Regions from separate parts of the Ovis aries genome. Here region 2 is linked to region 1. Evidence: chromatin contacts called from public Hi-C data. All regions are on one chromosome and are shown on one strand. The core of a region is the stretch at or near the end of the contact, and the rest is flanking DNA. Distances in the headings are between cores, read along the strand shown.

The links. Hi-C and Micro-C count contacts between places; a contact is called where the count stands out from the background.
Region 2: a contact with region 1 is called in a Hi-C map of tail adipose tissue, with 2.8 times the contacts expected there. The contact joins the enhancer-like site here to the promoter of GADD45G in region 1. A contact is called at or near these places in 3 of 16 Hi-C or Micro-C datasets (omental adipose tissue, retroperitoneal adipose tissue and tail adipose tissue).

The regions. Positions count from the first base shown.
Region 1 is chr2:24,393,618-24,399,184 of ARS-UI_Ramb_v3.0, reverse strand. It overlaps GADD45G (growth arrest and DNA damage inducible gamma), which reads right to left and starts at 3,994. Exons shown (of 4, transcript XM_015093022.3): 1 at 3,835-3,994; 2 at 3,462-3,563; 3 at 3,135-3,348; 4 at 2,428-3,038. The coding sequence starts at 3,887. The coding sequence ends at 2,928.
Region 2 is chr2:24,502,344-24,507,420 of ARS-UI_Ramb_v3.0, reverse strand. The region is part of intron 1 of LOC132659284 (a long non-coding RNA gene); the gene reads right to left. Among named protein-coding and RNA genes, the nearest start is that of GADD45G, 110 kb to the right of the region's middle. Within about 2 kb of position 1,565, at least 9 of the 54 cell types and tissues checked have an H3K27ac peak or open chromatin away from gene starts, as enhancers often do. A contact at or near this core is called in tail adipose tissue, where this site is marked.

The DNA of each region.
Region 1 (5,567 bases), core at 2,745-5,244:
GACATGGGGACAGGCAACACAATGTCAAGGAGAAGAAACAGGAGACAACCAAATGCAAGTGAGGATGAGCTTCTTTTCCTTTACTATTTATTTATTAGGCTGCACCCGATCTTAGTTGCTGCACACAGGACGATCGATCTTCATTGAGACATTGAGGGATCTTCAGCTGCTGCATGCAAACTCTTAGTTGCAGCAGGTGGGATCTAGCTCCCCAACCAGGGATCAAACCTGGGCCCCCTGCACCGAGAGCCCAGAGTCTTAGCTGCTGGACCACCAGAGAAGTCCCAAGATGAGTTTCTTAAAAACTGTTGCACATGGTTCTGTATACTACACGGTATGTACCCCTCAGAAGTGCAGAAAAAGCAACAAGGAAACACACCAAAACTTGGAGATGGCCCATTACAGTGCTTCTACTTTTCTCTTCCCTTTTGTGTGTGTGTGTTTTCCGATTTTTCTACAATGAATATGTAAAGTTTTACAAACGTATAAAATTAAGAAAGTAGTCCTCCTTCCCAGATGTGCGGCACAGGAGGTATACTGTTAGGCCTTGGTACCAGACAGCCAGGTCCAAATCCACCAGCCCACTTGACTTTTAAGATCTTTAGCAAACACCTTCATCCTAAGTATTACTGCCATCCACATTCATTCAGCGCTTTCTAGATACAGGACATTGGGCTAATCAGTTTGCATGGATCACCTCATTGTGCATGTGATAATTAGGTTATCTATGCATTGCCACTTAGAATTGTTGGAAGTATGGACACAATAATGTGTTTATAAGCACGCTGCATTTTATTACATATCCTCTGGAGTGTTTCATTTTAATAGCATTAAATGCTTATTCACACCACTCCCAAAAATTTAAGCACAAGCTTTAGGGCTGGCACGATGTCCAAGCATGCATTTTTTTTTTCTCCCTATAAATTTTTTCTAGCCCCTAAGGGCTCCAACAGGTGCCCTTGCTGTAAATTCTAATCCACAAAATCAAGTCTTTTGCAGATCTGCCAACTGAATGTTCTACAAGGGTCAGTGGGCCAGTGGGAGGATCTGCTGCCTGTCCTATGCAATATGCTGCTGGATCTACTCATTGAAGGGTACATTTTAAACGAATCGTGCTCCGTTTGTGTTTACTATAGCATGCTGTGGCAAATGGTTGTGAGCCCAGAAAGGCAGACTGCTGTAGACCCCCACCCTGCGGGGCTCCACCTCAACTAGGGAAACTCAAGGTTTTGAGCAGCAGTGGGTGAAGCAGTAATGAAACTTTGGCACAAACACAGCTGAATTATTTCACTGAGCTTCTGTCTAATCAAGGGAGAAATATTTTCAAGAGCTAATAAATGTGAAACGAAGATGCTTTCCTTGCAGCAGAAATCATTAGGCTCGTACAGCTCTTTTAATTCTTTCAGGATATGGAGTGAAGTGGCACACGACAAGGCAAATCAGCTGCCTGGAACTGCTGAGAAAGTACACTAACCCTCCTTTGCCTGGAAGGCATGGCGGACCACTGGGCAGCTTGCTAACAGCAATGCAGTTCCATGTATATTCCCCCGCCAAAAGCAGTACAATCAGGCAGCAGCATGAAAGCAAGATATCAGTTTAATAATATAAAAAGTTTGATTCACTCAGTACATTTCCTCCTACATCCTTCTTAAGACTTTGCCCAAAAGATTTGAATTATTTTTCTTCTGTAAGTCTCTCAATGCTGCTGTGAATAGTAGCAGTCCTCATAACTCTGATGTGGGCAGAGAACACTCAAAATAGTAGATAGCAGATGCTGGCCCCACTCAGAATTGCTTACGCCTATTTGTGCAGACACTCCCTTGCCATTTTTGCTCAGATCTTAAGATCTATCACAGTCATGACAAAATGATGACTCACACTTAAATGCAGTCATGTCATATGCGATATTAATACCCTGGTGACATTGCCGTAAGTGCCATTCCTTTAAGGGGAAATGGTTCCTGACAGCAGTCTGCCACCATCCTCAGAGACCACAAAGGGCAGTGCCTGCAGAAGGCAATGCTCATTGTGCAGGAAGGAGCTGCCTGCATCCTGCAAGCTGTTCCCATAAGCAGCTGTTGGAAGGGAGGGGGTGGAGAGGAAAGAAGGGGGAGGGGAGGGAAAGGTCTCTGCTATCGGGTTGGATGGCCAGCTGCTGCACTGATGTCTTATCCCAAGTATGCTCCTGTCTTGCAAGTTTAAAAATTTTCCTGAAGGGAGAGAAATAGGAGCAGGGCTCAAGTTCTGCCCTAACACCCAGCCAGCGTCCCCTCCCCCACTTCCAGCACCCCAGGAGCCTGCCATTCAGCGCCAACAGGAAGATGGAACAGGTGCCATGGAGTTCCGTAAATTTCAGAAATCAGCAGCAGTCCCGCTGACCACCTCCCCCACAGACAAAGATACCCTGCCCTCAATAAAGAGAGTACGTTTGTTTCAGTTAAGTTTATTGTAAAACTCAAAGCTGCAGCAGCATAATCCTTTAGAAAATGAAGCATCGCCCGTATCCGTTTTGAAAACAGCAGTGCATACTGCTCAAGTCCGTCAGAGCTCCTGTAACCGTACAAGTCCAAGCCGCCTGGACTTGCCTTTCCCCTCCTTTCTGCCGGGAGTACAGGCTGCTGAGTCACGCCTGCCCGGCCAGTCTGTCCTTCCCGGCCGCGCGGCCAAGGTCCCGCCTCCGGCCTTCCTGGGCGAGCAGCCGCTCCCCACACTTGTAGAGTCCTGGGTTGGGGCCAGCCTGCCCCTGTCGCCGCCGGGCCCCTCCTCGGGAGGGAACCGCACCTCCTCGCCGCTCTCCACGCGCCCCCGCCTGCCAGTCTCCACGCCGCACTCCGGCGCCCTCCGAGGGCGCATCCACAGAGCCAGCCCCGCGCTAGGCGCCCCGGGGCGTCACCACGTCGATCAAACCAAGGATCCCCACGGGGCTGTCACTCGGGAAGGGTAATATTGGGCACCCAGTCGTTGACGCTGCGGCTCTCCTCGCAGAACAGGCTAAGCTTCTCCAAGGCGGGGTCCTTCCATGCGTCCTCATTGGGGTTCTGCAGAGAGAACGCAGAGGTCAGCCTGGCTGGGCACTGGCTGCTGACGGGAGAGCGAGGGGGCAGGGATCACATCGGCACGGAGGCGACACTCACCGAAATGAGGATACAGTGCAGGTCTCCAGGTGCCCCCGACTCGTCACCGGTACCCACGATCGCCGCCAGCCGCTGCACGTCGCCCACGCGCACGATGTCTATGTCGTTCTCACAGCAGAACGCTTGGATCAAAGTGAAGTGGATCTGCAGCGCGATATCGCCCTCGTCCTCCTCGTCAGCGGCAAGCACGCAGAAGGTCACATTGTCGGGGTCCCTACGCGGGCGAGCAAGAGGTGGTGAGATCAGGTCGAGGAGCCAGGGGCGCCCCCAGCCACTGTCTCCCCGGTCTCCCTGCCGCTCCTCCCACGGGCCGCGTTTGATACTCACACGTTCAGGACTTTGGCTGACTCGTAGACGCCGGCCGTGAGGCAGCCTTGGCGCTGCGCAGACAACAGCAGCTCGTGCAACGCTTTCCCGGCGCCCTGCATCCTGTGGACAAGCCAGCACGGTGAGCCGGAGGGTGCCCTGAGATCCCTGGACCCGGAGACGCACCCCCAGCGCCCCAGCCCGGCGCGCCAGCCCAGGCGGCCGCACCTTCGGCCCAGCCGGCACACTCGCGCCCGGCTTCCACCCAGCGGGTTCCCAACCCAGCCGGTTTCCACCCAGGCGGGCCCCAAAGACTATCGCCCAACCAGCGCGGCCAGGGCAGGACGAGGGTCCCCGCGCGCCCCGAGACGTCCGGAGTTAGGCGCCGACCTACCTGGCTGTGCTTTCTGGAACCGTGTCCTGGCCACGAACTTCTTCCAGAGTCATATTGCGATCTGCGAGCAGCAAGTTATCCACAAGAACAGAGGGCGGAGCAGACGCGAGCGAAGAAGGAAAGTCTGCGAGCAAGCCTGGTGAGCCCGCTGCCGGCGAGTAAGCCGGAGCGCCGCCTTGCGCCCTTATATAGGCTGAGCCGGGTGGCGCCGCCAGCTGGCGCGAGCCTGCGAGCCCATTGGCCCGCGCCCGCTTTCTGATGCAAATGAGGCGGCTGCCCGCGGCTCGTGCCAGAAGGCCACGTGGGGAGGGGTGCGGGGGATGACAATGCCTCAAATCTGCCGCTTTTGTCGGGGTGTTACCAGGCAGACTGGAGCCTGCAGATTTCATCTCGCCTTTTTTTTTTAAGTCCTTAAAAGGAAAAAGTTACGGGGGGAAAAAACCCTCACTTGTTAACAGTACGCTGCAATTTGTGAAATGCACCTTTGGGGAAATCTAATGAATATTTTTTTTGCATTTATTTTTCTTGCTACCTTTTCTATTTTTTTCTTCACTTTTAATTTGGAGTTTCTGAAACCATTTCTTCTAAACCGGAACTTAAAAAACAGGCTGCGCTGGCTAAGCTAGCTAAAGGCCTGAAAGCAGCCCTCTCCAGCTGACACCAGAGCCCCGAGCGCGAGGTTCTTCTAGCACAATCAAGACCCGGACCCGGTCGCGCTGCAAAGTCTAGCCAATCTCCCGGCCCGCTACTAAGCGCTGCGGGGCGCCAGGGCGCGCAAGCAGATTGCGGCCGGAACACGCGGCTCGTTTGCATTTCTATGCCGGGTGCACAATAGCAGAGGTCTGGCGTGTGGCGGTTTGTAGGAGGGACAATTGAAGCTTTCTCTTCATAGCGACACTGTCCACCTGCCGCTGGGTGGGGTGGGAGAGCCCCGCCGCGCGTGGGGGTCACCGGGCTGCTCGGCGCGTGGTGGGTCGCGGCCGCGTGGGGCTCCTGCGCTCCTCAATGCGCGCCCCCTGCACCGGCCCCGCTGCACCCACCACACGTTTGCATGAAATTCCGCCCCAAAAGGTTCTAGCGCACGTGCGGAGCAGCCGTGGAAGTTGGAAGGAACACCTGGCTGCTGCACCTTCTTCGCAGCCGGGTGGGGACCCCAAGAACTTTGGGAACTACGCTTGGAATCCCTTTCCCGGGGCGCCATCTACAGGCCGACGGGAAAGTTCCTGAGCACCTCTCCCCCGCACTTCCATTGACATACTGTGGGGACTTGGCCTTTGGCCCTCTGATCAAGGAGGGGCCCAGGTAGAGTCAGCTGAGCCCCATCTAAGCTACATATTAATGGAAGTCAAAAACTGCAAAACCCAGATGAAGACAAAAGGAGACTCCAATCCAGTACTGACGGAAGAAAAGCCTATATTTGGCAAGCTATTTTGAAAAATTTTGACCTAAGTATGCATGTATTAAAAGCTTGTTTTCCAGGAATAGAGAAATAATACTAAATGAGAGCTTGAGAGCGTTTAATAGACATTGCTTGGCCGGGGCCATTTTGGACCTGTGTAATGAATGTTAGTTACTCAGTGGTGTCCGACTCTTTGCAACCCCATGGACTCTACAGCCAGACTCCTCTCTCCATGGGATTCTCCAGGCAAGGATACCAGAGTGGGTTGTCATGCCCTCCTCCAGGGGATCTTCCCGACCCAGGGATGGAACCTGGGTCTCCCGCATTGCAGGCA
Region 2 (5,077 bases), core at 316-2,815, 110 kb before region 1:
AGTGGGGCACACCCAGGGAGCCCTCACAGTTCCCCAAAGGTCAGTCTGTCTGCCCTTCTTGTAGTGTGGACTTCCAGAGACGGCACCGCAGAACCTCTGTTACATGTAAGGTCATGCAGACGGCTCTGATGGATTGAGAAGGTCCAAGGCTCTGTGACGTTGCTGTCTGAACAGTACAGACTTCCTTAAAAGAATAACAGGGACATTCAATGGCATTAACCCAGCCTATGTGCAAGCATTTTTTAATGTAGTATAGATACAAATGTATGTATGCGTGTGTGTAAGTTCATAAATATGCATAAACGTGGTTTCTGATTTGTGGCAGGGAGCTGGGCTTGCAGATTCCCAAGCGTGCCAGTCCTAGAGGGCAGGCCAGCTAGAAGACAGAAGCCCGCAGTCAATTCCACCTGTCTGCAAAGGCAGAAGGGTATGAGCACACAACGTGGACCTCAAGGGGAGCCCAACAGTCTGTTTTAGGAAGCCATCCAGGGGACACTGAGGCAGGCGCCTTGTTGCGAAGGTTTTCCTTAGGAAAAAGGAAGGAGTCTGATATCCCTGGTGACCCCAGAGAGCAAATTTCCTTGCTGGCCCATGCCACTGCCTCTGCCCTGTGCCACAAGAGGGGAAGAAAGCTGTACTAGTCTAGCGGGGGTTCCTTTTGCTAGAGCAACTCAGCCTGTATCCTGATACATGTGGTGAGGGCGTTTTTATGAGCAGGGTGGGTGGAGGAAAGAGAAGGGACAGAGAAGAGAGGGGAACAATTCTTAATGTTTCGTTAGTGATTTATTTGGCTGTGTTGGGTCGTAGTTGCAACACGTGGCATCATCAGAGCAGCGTTCACTATCTTTCGCTGCAGGGCGTGGACACGCTAGTTGTGGTGCACAGGCTTTAGAGCTTGCAGGCTCAAGACTTGCGGAGAGTAGGCTTAGTTTCCCTGCATCGTGTAGGGTCTCAGTTCCCCAAACAAGGAATCAAACCCCCGACCCCTGCACTGAAAGGCAAATTCTTAACCACTAGACCACCAGGAACGTCCTAAGAGGAAAACCTTCAAACAACCTCTGGGATATATTGAGTTGTGTTTCCCCAAAATGATCTGTTCAAATTCTAACTCCCAGGACCTGTGAACTGATCTTTGAAAATAGGGTCTTTGCTATTAATCACGTTAAGATGAGGTCATTAGGGTGGGCTCTAGTCCAATATGACTGGGTCCTCATGCTAAAAGGGGACATTTGGACCCAGCAACACACCCCCACACAAGGAGATGCCGTGTGAATGTGAAGGAAGAGATTAAGATGATATGTCTACAAGCCAAGGATCAGCAAGTTCCTGGAACTGGAACAGAGTCTCCCTCACAGCCTACAAGGAACCAGCCACTGGCACCTTGACCCAGACTTCCAGCCTCCAGAAATGAGACAGTAAGTTTCTGCCATTTAAGCTGCCCTGAGTGAAAAAGCTGACACACCCACCAAGCAAAGAAATGCTTCAAGAAGCAGTGCTAAGCCCTCACATTTGTGCAGACGCCCCAGGTCCCCAGAGCACAGGCGGGAGGCATTGCCTCACACTGTCCCACCCTGCCTCCCTCTCGCTCTGCCACTGTCTCCACAGGAAAGAGTGTGGGGAAATAACATGTCTACACTGGGGACAACCCACTTCCAAAAGTCTCCTGTCCAACACTTTTCCCCTTGATTTGTCACCCCTGGAGCATTTTATAGGAAATATAATCCACATGGCATTGAGTCACTGGGCCTGAGCACAGCACTGAGTTGTTTGCAAGAAATATTTCATGTCTGTCATGGGCCTCTTTTTTTTTCAGAAAAAAAGGAAGTCATTTCAGCCAAGAATAAACAAACTTGGCACCACACAGTTTAGCTCTATACAAATCCCTTGAGAGCCTGATGCCTTCGTGGCCCTGGGCCAGGCTTCATTTCCAGACTCTTTCGTGTTGGGAGGAGATGAGACTGCCTTGGACCACCTACCCACAGGACCCCCCAGCCACCCTCTGGGCCCTGCTCACTTCCTTCTTCCCAGCCTTGCTGCTTTGGTGTACACAGCCTGGAGCAGTAGCTTAGGACATGCAACCTGGGCACACACATTTAATTATAGGGCCCATTCACACACCCATACATGGTGATGGGGACCCCTGATACAATCATACAGGGTGATGAGGGCCACTGATGCAATCATACAGGGTAATGGGGGCCCATGACCCAACTATACAGGGTGATGGGGCTCATCTTACAATCATACAGGGTGATGGGGGCCCATGACACAATCACACAGGGTTATGGGGGCCAATCACAAAATATGGTGAAGAACACGAGCTGTAGATAATAAGGCTGCCACTTAGCCTCTTTAAACCTGAGTCCGCATTTGTGAAGTGGGACTGTTGCACCCCACACAGTTGTAAAAATTCAGCAGATCCATGTGTGTGTGGGAGTCTTGCCACAATGCCTGGCATGGAGCAATAACAGACAAGAAACATTACTGCCATGAGAACACAAGGAAATTCACCCCTGAGAACACAGAGGTGTCGCTTTTAAGTGTTTTTCAGTCCCCAGCACCTAGGGCTGTTTCTGGCAAATCATGGAAATGTTACATCATATCTTTTTAATTAAATAACAAAGAATGAATGGATGAGAGCAAAGGAGTGCTGGCCCTTAACTATTTGGCCCCTGTTTAGCAGAAATCCCAGTTAATTATGCCTGTACTTCCTCTTTTAAAATGTTATTCCTTTGACATTAATCAGAGTTTTATCTTCCTTTCAAAATGCAACAGGGAGTTGTTTGTTTGTTTGTTTTTTTCATTTTAGCATGAATGTCCAGGTGTGGGAACCCTGCTTTCCAGGAGCCTCCAACCCACTGGGATGGGCAAGAAAAGAAAGAAATGAAAACAGTGATCGGCACAGTGACAGGTTGTATTTTCCAAAGATGGCTAAACAACAGCTCACAACCCACCACCACTCTTAGGCAGTGGGGCCTGGCAGTCCCCAGCCAGGGTTCTAATCCTCTGCAATGGCACCCGGCCTGGCCTCAGTGACTTGCTCATCCAGTAGAAGTGAGGTCAGAAGAGGGCTTCCAGCTGCCCCAGGCTCATGGGATGCTGGCTCTTGGGACTTGGCCGCCAGGCTGTGAGAAGCCAAAGTCACAGAGAGAGATCACATGTGGGTGGGAGCTAACAGCTGACCACCAACCCCTTCCCCCGGCTTGTGGACTAAGGCATCATCCCCTTCATGGAGCCCTCAGGTGACCAGAGGCCTGGGCACCATCTGATTACAACCACATCAGAAACTCTAGCAAGGGCAGCTGGGCCACAGCACCCTGGCACAGAGTAACTTTGCCATTTTAAACCATTAAATTTTGCAGTACATGTTTAGGCAGCAATAATGAAAAGTGGAAGTGTTAGTTGCTCAGCCGTGTCCGACTCTTTGTGATTCCATGGACTGTAGCCACCAGGCTCCTCTGTCCATGAGATTCTCCAGGCAAGAATACTGGAGTGAGTAATCATTCCCTTCTCCAGAGGATCTTCCCAATACAGGGACTGAACTTGGGTCTCCTGCAGATTCTTTACCGTCTGAGCCACCAGGAAAGCTCAAGCAGCAATAGACAAGCAGAACAGTGGGGAAGGCAACCAACAGGAGAAAGAAACAATGAGGGGGAACAGGACTCAGGCCTGATGGGAGGAAAAGGGTCCCTGAAAAGGCAATATGCAAGCTCGGATGAGGGTGATAGGAAGCTAGGCTCACAGAGCAGGGGAAGAACGCGAGAATAGATGATGAGCTCAGCCAAGTCCTCCCAGTGTAGAAAGTAAACAGAACAGAGGGCCAAGGATGAGGGATTACTAGGAAGGCATATAGAAGCGATGTATGGGGCAGGAAGTGACGTGGCCCTGGCTCTTCCAGAGCTGGGCTGTCTGGTACAGAAAGGATCTGCAAGGAGGTGGGGAAGGAAGATGGACACATGGAGGGGAGTGTGGGGGAATATCCAGGCCTCTTCCTCCGGCTGACACCTATTCCTCCAGCTGTCTCCTCCTGAGCCCGCATCTCCCAGGGGCAGGCTCTGTGTCGGGGCACTGTGCACCAGCCTCTCACAGAAGCCAGCAGGCTGGATGACTTCAACCCTGGGTGACCTTCGCCAGTCCTCAACAAACGCTTCCTGGGAGGGAAGACAGAAACTGTGCTCCTCAGTGACGCCCCAGGGTATAGTTTCAACTCCTCTAAGAGAAATGGTGAAGCTCTTCCACGGGTAATGAGAAGCACAGATATTGCAGGAACATGCAGCTAGAGTCCTTGCTGCAGATCTTCGGAAGAGATCCTGGCTGACTCTAGAACCTTGTAACTTTTGGAGGTTTGATCATTTTCACTCAAGAGGAGCTTATCTCCTTTGATAAAATGCTCAGAGCCTTTCTTCCTAGAATAATGGCTTTCAGACTTCTCTCTGACCCTGGAGAGAGGTGCAACCAACCTGGCAGCCCCATGCACGTGGAGAGAAGAGCCCCACCGAGGTACAGAGGTCTCACGTAGCAGACTTCCTCTACCCTGCTCTTCACATGTGAAAAAGCAAAAATATAAACTCTGGTCACACCCATTCATGTCTCTCAAGCCACAGTTTAGAAACCTTGGTCCAGAAGCCCTCCAAGGATACAGATTAAGAAAGGAGACCTTTCTGCTATCGGGATGATAGCCTGGACTTTATTCCAGATACAAAGCCCTGGCCTGTTCGTTACTGTCTGGGGGAATGAGGATTCCCTTCATTTGGTCTGGAGCAGAATAAGAAATTGGAGATGTTTTTCCTCCAGTGCACAAGCCAGCACCATCCAAAAGAAGAGGGGGACCCTAAGCACATGGCCAGAGCCACCTCACAGGCTTCTCCCCACTTAGATCTCAGGCCACTGTCATTCCCCGCAAACAAGCCATGTCAATTCCAGTTCTGCCTTTCATGATTCAACCCTTCCCTGGAGAACTTTGACATGCGAAAGTGAGCATCACACCCCACGCATTTCACTTAGAAGCTACAGGGGAGTGCCAAGGACTCATTTCCAATGTGGAAACGAAAGCTAAATTTTTCCACAAAAACTAACT